Regions from separate parts of the Mus musculus genome. Here all the other regions are linked to region 3. A link is a contact called in public HiChIP or PLAC-seq and promoter capture Hi-C data. All regions are on one chromosome and are shown on one strand. Each heading gives the region's core, a stretch centred on a gene start, on an enhancer-like site or on the middle of the called end of the contact. The rest is flanking DNA. Distances are from core to core; before and after follow the strand shown.

Region 1 (2,898 bases), core at 322-2,821, 250 kb before region 3:
CTATTACATAATTAAATAAAACCTGGCTCGAGGCAGAGCACAGCTCAATGACAGAGCTGTGCATGGACTAGGGTACGGGCCCTGGCTTCACTCCTGGGACCAAAAAGAAATAAGAATCCAATCTCACTAGTTTTCCACATTAGTTTTCTAAATCTGTCTGTACCACAAACTGTGTGTATGGGGGGTGGGGGGAGAATTCAAAGGAAAACCATAGTGCTACAAGTATAAAAGTGAATGGGAACGTCTTGCGACTAATAGAGACAAAAATGGCCATCATTTTAGTTTTTCATCAACATGATATATCAGCTGCCAGGTTAAGTATCCATTTCGTTTTTTAAAAGACCTTAACTCCAAGAGTGGGTGCACACACCTGTTTCTCCATGTCTCATGCCTGGCTGGGTCACAGTGAGTACTGGCTCAAAGCAAAAACAGAGCAAACAAGCCCACCCACACTGTCCCTCACTGATACTTCCCCAGTGTTTCAGTTCAAGGAAAGACAGACTGCAGCCTTCACTGCAGTGGGGCTAAGAAACTGACACTTCCTCCTAGAGGACTCAACCCGGAGCTGCTTCCAAGTGACTCCTCCCCATGCCTCCCCAGAGCAGTCCTCTGGCACAATGGCAAGTGTCAAAAGAAGCGGGTGGTTCAGCACGTCCTGGAATGAGATGGGTCTGTGCTCACTTCTCTGTCTAAAGATAAGATGCCCCGTAAATTTAAGGATGTACATACTAGGAAGACTGGGTAGCAGATATTCTTTACGGAAACGCCTTCAAACATTCTTGTTGTGATGTTGTCAATTTGACAGAATCTAGAAACACCTGAGAAGCAGGCCTCCGGGTATTCCTATGGGGAGAGGGGGAATCTTGGCTGTATTAAATGATATGGGGATCCCCAGATTAATTATGGGCTGGGCCATTCCCTGACTGGGATTCGCACTGTATAAACTGGGAGAAAAGGGAGCCAAAAGGCAGCACGTTCGTCCGTTTCCTGACAGTGGAGGGACGTGGCCACATTGTATAAACTGGGAGAAAAGGGAGCCAAAAGGCAGCACGCATTCGTCCGTTTCCTGACGTGGCCAGCTGCTTCGAGCTCCTTCCCCGCCACGATGGGGTGCACCTCGAACGGGGAGCTAAAACAGACCCTTCCCTTAAGTTGCTTCTGTCAGGTATACGTTGTCACAGCAACAGGAAAAGAAACTAAGACACTTACTGAAGGCCAATTCTGTACCAGGCACTGTGCTGCACCTAAGGTGGAGAACAAACAGAGTCTCAGCTCGGGGTGGAGCTAAGGATGGAGGGGTGGTGACGTGTGAGCCCGCAGCCAGGTGAAGAATTTGGGGGAGCAGTGGGGAACCGAGCCGGCTTAGGCTTGCAGACTCACCGTGTGGCTGCCTCGCCAGCTTCGCGGATTCCGCGTCCGGACGCCGGAAAAACTGCAGCGCCGTCAGCCCCGCTCCCGCGGCGCCCACTACAGCCCCGGCCAAGAAGCCATTCAGAAATCGCCGCGAGTCCCTGAGACGGGAAGCGAAGCTCTTTGCAGCCATGACTCGCGGGCGCCAGCACTTTGTCTCTGCCACGCATGCGCACGCGGGGGCTCCGAGGCCGGAATGGTCCAATCGCCGGCTCCGGAACCAGGCGCGCATGCGCCATCCCGAACCGCCTCCCAGAGGCCTTCGCTGCTGAGGGTCTCGCGCGTCCCCTAGAGTCCAGCAGGGGAGGCACGCCTACCTCCATCCCTGGTCCTGGCCAGTTAATGGATGGGTTAAGTGTCCTAGCTTGTCAATTTAATGGTGTGTGTGTACTGTCCTCTGAAGAAATTGTCTTTAGTCCCATTTAATAGTGAGTAAATGCTTGTTCATGATCCATCAAAGATCTCCTAACCTGGGATCCAACTCGATGTGATTCCAAAACCTGTACCCCATTGGACTGTTTGGGGCACTTGCTTCAAAGTCAAAATACACATCAGAGTGTTTGTACCACCTATCGAGTTTCCTGGGAAAACAGTACTCAATGGTAGCCAGAGACTCTGGATGGGCCAGAGCTCAGAAGTTAAATCCTTACCAAACTAGTCCAGTGTGTCAGTCCATGTTATCTCTTTTAATTTGTGCCTAGACAAGCAAGATGGTTCATCAGTAAGGGTGCTTGCCACCAAAACTGACACTTGAATTCAGTCCCTGGAACCTACTTGGTAGAAGAGGACTGACTCCTGAAAGCTGTCCTCTCACCGTCACAGGCATGGGCTTGCCATCCTACATGCACAGGTATGTACAGCCAGACATAAATAAGTCGATGTAATAAACTGTAATTGGGCTTGGTGGAGCCGATCTGTAACCCCAGCGCTAGCAAAGACAAGGAAGGAATTTCTGAGCTCCAGATCAGCTTAGACTACATAGTGAGTTCCAAATGAGTCTCAGCTACATCGCAAGACCCTGTCTCAAAAAAGAAGTTAAAATCATCATCTTAGACGATAGGGATTCATCTCAGGACTAAGGTGGTATACACGGGATGCATGCCGTCAAGTAACACTGTAAATGTTAGCCACTTTATGGGACCTCTCAAATTGGTCTTAGACAAAATTGATGGGCAAATGCCCACTGACAAAGGGAGAACATAAGGTCCAGAGAAATGGCTAAGTGATTAAGAACACTGTCAGCTCTTCTAAAGGGTCTGGGTTCAATTCCCAGCACCCACATGGTAGCTCATGACTGACACCCTCACACCAATGCACATAAAATAAAATTAAGTAAATTGTTATTATTTTTGTTTTTTTTTTTAAGACAGGGTTTCTCTGTGTAGCCCTGGCTGTCCAGGAACTCACTCTGAAGACCGTAAATTATTTTTTGTAAAAAGAAGAATATTCGTGTTTAATAGACTCCCACTCAGATCAATGGGTCTTCAC
Region 2 (2,747 bases), core at 102-2,601, 210 kb before region 3:
ATGTGTAATGGGGGTTGGGAACAAAGACGCGCAGGACCCAGAGCCCCAGCCACCGGGCACCAGCCGTCCTAATCTCCACGATCTTTTCTCTGGAGTCTTAATGCCCGACTGTCCACGTTTCCTGGAACTGCCCTAAGCCCGCCCCGGAGCTCCTACAAAGTTGAGCACGCTTCAGCACCATCGGGACACAGAAATCAGTGCCTAGGCTTTGGGGGAGAAAGCGCTTTCCCAACACAACTTCGTGCGTACACACCCACACCTTCTAGTCCCAAGCAGACGCGCACCAGCTATCCACAGCCCGCAGGCGGCTGCGAGCTGACCGCGGGTCACTCACGCCCGCCACGTGCCGGCCGAAGCGATCTGAGACCTGTTGGTTCGCCTCTTCAACCCTTCTCCACTCCCAGTTGCCCAAAACAAAAGCGGTCCCACGAGGGCGCATCTGCGGCCCGCTGCAAGAAAAGCGGGCGCAGGTAGGAGCCACTCGCATGAGGATCGCGACGCGGAGTGGCGGGACGGGATGCAGAGGACTCCGGGCGGGCTATGGAAAGCCGTCCGCTTCGCTTTGCGACACCTATGACTCTCAGGGGCGAGCAGCCCCAACCCAGCCGCCCCCAATTAGATGCCCACCCCGCTTGGCCGCCTTCCCCACGCTTAGGTTTTCCCCGCTCTATCCCTGGGGTCCGCACACCCGCGGAACCTGAACCCCGACCCTGACGCTCCAGGTTCCCCCATCACCTAGAACCTCTGCGAGCCAGAATCGCGCAGAGGAACCGCACGGGCGAGCTCGCCTCTAAGATCGCAAGCACCAGAGCGCCCCGCGCGACCCCGATCCCAGGCAGGTGGCGCGGCGCCGAGGCCGCGGGGCCGCCCTTTGTTGGTAAACACCGCGCGCCCCAGGTCCCTGCACCCCCACGACGCGCCCGGTCCTTACCGGCGCACAGCGATCCCCAGAGAAGGGCGAGGGCCGCCCAGGGCGCCGTCATGTTCCGCGGCGCCGCCCCGCGGACACCCGGAGCCCGCGGGCAGGGCCGCGCTGCGCTCCCGGGGCGCGCAGGGCCCGGCGGCGGCTGCGCTCTGCTTCCCGCTCCTTCTCTGGGTCTCGCTTCCAGGAGCGCGCGCTTCTGCGCTTCGGTTCCCAGGCAGTATGCGGAGATAGGGGCTCAGGGCCGCTGCGGGCGGCGCGCAGTGCGGCCCGGGCTATGGGGCGACGCGGGAGCCGGGGGGCGGCGGCGGGGCGCGGGCCAGGGCGCGCCCGACGCGGGCATGGCGCAACGGGGCTGGGCCCGGGCCCCGGGCGCAGGGGCCGAGTCCGGAGGGGCCATGAACGGGGGAGGGGTGGGGGAGGGGACCTGAACCGAGTCCAAAATGGCTCCTGAGCGGTGGCCACGGAGCCGAGCCAGCGGGGAAACCCGGATGTTGGATACAAAGAGGCGGGCGAGCTGGGCGGGGAGGGGGAGGGGAGGCGGGCCCTCCGGCCGCGTGGTCCGCGCCCCCCTTGGGGGCGGGGCCGGAGAGGAACAACAACACCGAGGCTCCGCCCCCCAGCCCGCGCCCTCTGGAGACAGCGCGCCTGCAGCACCAGACTCTAGGGCTAGGCGGGGCGCGCTCTCCGAGCTGGTGGGATTGGACTGCCCACAACTTGGCTGGTGCTTTCCTGCCCCGTGCTATGGAGCCCACGCTACGGGATGCACGCTCCTCTGGGACCCCTGAGTGAGTGGGTAGCTCCTGGTCCCCATAACCTAGGACCTCTGCCCTCCAGCTCCCATTTATGGGCTAATTAATTGGCAGGAAAACGCTGAAGTCTGAATTGACAGCAGTTCCTCACAACGCACGCACAGTTATCTCCAAGCAGAGGAGGACCCACAGAGCAGCTGCAGGTGGGAAAGAACTGTTGGCGACCTGCTTTCTGAAGGATCCTCAGCAATCCAGCATCCTTCATCTTACCTTCAGCACTCCTCCCACCTCTAAAGATCTGTTCAGAACATGCCTCTGTTCCTTTCACACACGCACACACACCAGATCCCTCCATTTCAGATGTTACACAATCAGAGTGTGAGAGCAATCGGCCTCCCAGCTACACTGGAAAAGCCAGTCACTACTCAGGGGAAAAAAATGCTATGGAATCCTCGGATAGTTACCTCCTGCCTCACCAAGAGCAGTGGGTCATAGGAGGAAGGACGCTCCCCCCCGCCGCCCCCCCCCCCCAGCCTGGGTCATTTCATTTGCTCGAGCCTCGGACTTCCCTTATGAAAATGACGGTGTTGAAGTCCTCCAGACTTGGGTAGAGTTTCTTTCTGCTACGGCTTTGGTGTTGAGGTAGGGATCCTCAGCTTCCCAAGAAGTCTGCACCTTGTCTGACAACCTTTGCTCTTAAATGTGGTCTTTTTCCTCTCCTTATGTAATCCTCAGGTGGCCTCGAGCTCGCAGTCCATCTGTGACTCTTCCTATTTTTCGTTCGTTTATTGATTGATTGTGTGTGTGCTCTCTTGCCTGTATCTATGTGCATCCAACATACAGTCATATGTTTCCATATGCCCCGTGCCACCAGCACCCTCCATCTCACATCTGGGCAGCTTTAACAGCAGAGGGCTGAGGGGCTCCTTAGATGTCACTAGGGTCCATTCACGTTGCTAAGTGTATCTTCTATTTCTTTTAAGATTTTTATTATATTTTACTTATTTATATGTGTGTTTGTATGTGTATGTGTGCATGCATGTGTGTGTGTGTGTGTGTGTGTGTGTGTGTGT
Region 3 (3,052 bases), core at 220-2,719:
AAAGATGTTCCCATTCTCCTTATCGTGACTTTGACACACTCCCGGGGGCCTGTTCCCTCTCATCCAGTTCCTCTCCCAGGTGTAAACCTGTGTCCTTGGAGCTGTTGACCAAAGCCAGTGGACACCCCATGTTCTCAGCCCTTTTTGGAAGAATTCTGCCCTCTGCCTCTGCACACAGTTGTGAAAGTTCTTCACAGCTGGGTGAAGGGCCCTCTGCTCCTCAGTGCTGCTTCTTGGCTATCATGTCCCTTCATCTGTCAAAATCTGTGGTAATATCTCTCTCTCTCCCTCCCCCTCCCCCTCCCCCTTCCCCCTCCCCCTCCCCCTTCCCCCTCCCGCTTTTTACATGGGTCCTCTCTGCTTATGTGCCGAGCCCTTGGCCTGCTGAGTTGTCTCCTATGTCTGCCTCCTAATTTTTCTTAGCCAGTTTTGCCAGTGTCCTGAGCAGTATTTTCTGTGCTGATGGAGAAGCTGGGCAAGTCTAGACCCCAACCTTTTTTGCTCTCATTCCTGCTTCTTGCCAGGTATCTGTGAGCCATGACTTTGGGCTAAAGTTAGGGTCCCTCATGTCTCCTGCTTCTCCACAACTAGTTCAGCCTGGCTCCTTGTCCTCAGCTGATTCCTTACCCCTACTCTAAGCAAAAAGACCAGAGTCCTGTTTCTACCATCAGAGGCAGGCTGTGGCTTCTAGGGAGGTGGGCCAGACAAAGGCAGTTCTAGCAATGGTGACATGTCCTTGAGGCAGAAGAGAGGTATAGTGCAGATCCTAGGTGCAGGGTCAGGAAGGCTTGAAGGACAGCCGACAAAGAGTGGGCTTTCATTTGCGGGGTGTAACTGGCTGGTTTTGTGTGTCAACCTGACACAAGCTGGCGTTATCACAGAGAAAGGAGCCTCCCTTGAGGAAATGTCTCCATGAGATCCAGCTGTAAGGCATTTTCTCAATTAGTGATCAAGCCCGGAGGACCCATTGTGGGTGGTGCCATCCCTGGGCTGGTAGACCTGAGTTCTATAAGAAAGCAAACTGAGCAAGCCAGGGGAAGCAAGCCAGTAAGCAGCATTCCGTGCCCCCCCACCCCCCATGGCTTCTGCATCAGCTCCTGCCTCCAGGTTCCTGCCCTATGTGAGTCCCTGTTCTGACTTCCTTTGGTGATGCACAGCGATGTGGAAGTGTAAGCTGAATAAACCCTTTCCTCCCCTACTTGCTTCTTGATCATGATGTTTTGTGCAGAAATAGAAACCCTGACTAAGACAAGGAGTGCTTTCAGTATAGAAGACAGTTTTTTTTTTAAGGCACAAGGGTACCTCACATAGCCGTTTACATACTTGCCTTAACTAATTCTGGTCCCAAGACTGGCCACTTGTGTGCCTGGAGTAGAATATGGTCCTCTCAGCATTCCCAGGTCACCTTCTCCACCCCATTGTGACACCGTCTCCCCAGCTACCAATGGAACGCTAGGGTTCTGCTTCCAAGGATATGGTTGGGTCTGGACACCAGTCAGGTGAGTCCTGTCTCCAGGGAGGAGGGACTGGGGGTTCATGTAGAAGGTGATAATTATGATGACAGCTTGTGACTGTGGGGCCACATTCTCCATATGGCACATGTGGACAGGAACGTGCCTGGGCCTGTTCAGCTGTGGGAACCCTATGGGAAGAGCAGGCTGTCCTCAAGGGAATTGTGAGTTCTCAGGTATGGCGCACAGTCGTTTCCTGTGTGCAGGTAGAGTGCTGGCTTCTCTTTTTCTAGCAGGACCTTTGAGGTCAGTGGAGGGCAGTGTGGTCAGCGCCCTTGCTGACTGCCAGCCAGTTCCCATGGATATTCAGTGCAGGGAGAGCTGCTTGAGGACCTCACAGATGACTTGGGGGCGCACAGGGGCCTTGCTGACTGCTAGTCCCTGTGGGTTGTTTGAGTAGTGCTAAATTAACCAGGCTTGCCTTGAAATCATCTTGTACCTAGATAGGCCTTGAACTTGTGATCCTCCTGCCTCAGCCTTATAAGTAGATGGAATTACAGGCCTATAGTGCTAGGCCCAGCTTCCTTCTTTTACTTTGGCCTTAATTTTTATTGTCTTTGTTATCTTCCTTGAATTTATTGGTTAATTTTTCTTTCACATTTTATAATGAGACTTAGTTGATCAATATTCAGCCTATACTTTTCTATTAAAAGCAGATAAAGCTATACTTTCTCCACAAATTACAACTTTTCAAGCACCCATACATTTGCTACTTTATTGCTATCACTCATAAATATTTTAATTTTATATGATTTCTTTGGTGTGTGAGGTACTTATAAGTTTCTTTCCTTAAAAATACATTGATGTTTCCTCTTACCCTCACTTCACACTCATGGTCGAGAAGACTCAGTGCCATAGTTACAATGTTACTCCTTCTCTACTGATCTAAATATTTGATACAGTCTCAATCAAAGCTCAGCAAATTGTTTTGTAGCTATAACAAGCATGCCCTGAAGTTAATGTTTGGATGACCAAGTGGCCACCATAACCATGAGGAAGTAGATTGGATGTGTGTGTGTGTGTGTGTGTGTGTGTGTGTGGTGTGCCAGAGTGCTTGTTCACACATTCACTTCAAGACATCAGGATTTGCGGTAAAACTCGCACAATTTTGATACTACAGCACAACTGAGAAAGCACAGCACAGATCCAAGAAACAGAGCAGAGCTCAGCACCAGGTTCACACAGAGAAAGCCAACTGAGCAAAGGGGCAAAAGTCACTTAGTGTAGAAAATGAATGTGCTACATAATACCTGGCCATCTATAGGGAAAATAATAATCTAGATGCACCCACCTTTTACAAAAATTAACTCAAATCAGACCATAGACTTAAGTGTGAAACAACACAATAAAACTTCTAGAAGAAAATCAGCAGGAAACCTCAGTGGCCTAGGTTTGGCAATAAGATTTTTAGCTGTGATGTCAAAAGCAAGACCTCAGGAAGAAAAAGAGTAGGTATGTTGAAGCTTGCCTGCTCTGTGGAGACCCCCATTAGAAGGATGAAAGGTCAGAGGTGAGGAATATTTGCAAAGGTCTCTGATAAG

The links. Promoter capture Hi-C pulls out the DNA fragments that hold promoters and counts their contacts. HiChIP or PLAC-seq counts read pairs in DNA pulled down with a chosen protein or histone mark.
Region 1: a contact with region 3 is called in a promoter capture Hi-C map of embryonic stem cells, with 2.0 times the contacts expected there. The contact joins the promoter of Exog here to the promoter of Slc22a14 in region 3. A contact is called at or near these places in 8 of 39 promoter capture datasets (the 3T3-L1 cell line, cranial neural crest, embryonic stem cells and 5 more), 1 of 484 Hi-C or Micro-C datasets (Sertoli cells) and 3 of 9 other capture datasets (adipose tissue, liver and pancreatic islet).
Region 2: an H3K4me3 HiChIP or PLAC-seq map of embryonic stem cells shows a contact between it and region 3, with 12 read pairs. The contact joins the promoter of Acvr2b here to the promoter of Slc22a14 in region 3. A contact is called at or near these places in 1 of 39 promoter capture datasets (the 3T3-L1 cell line) and 2 of 115 datasets of contacts at active chromatin or transcription factors (embryonic stem cells and pancreatic cancer cells).

Annotation. Positions count from the first base shown.
Region 1 is chr9:119,443,633-119,446,530 of GRCm38.p6, reverse strand. It overlaps Exog (endo/exonuclease (5'-3'), endonuclease G-like), which reads right to left and starts at 1,571. Exons shown (of 6, transcript NM_172456.4): 1 at 1,381-1,571. The coding sequence starts at 1,543.
Region 2 is chr9:119,400,782-119,403,528 of GRCm38.p6, reverse strand. It overlaps Acvr2b (activin receptor IIB), which reads right to left and starts at 1,351. Exons shown (of 11, transcript NM_001313757.1): 1 at 932-1,351. The coding sequence starts at 983.
Region 3 is chr9:119,188,812-119,191,863 of GRCm38.p6, reverse strand. Slc22a14 (solute carrier family 22 (organic cation transporter), member 14) reads left to right here and starts at 1,469. Exons shown (of 12, transcript NM_001037749.3): 1 at 1,469-1,499.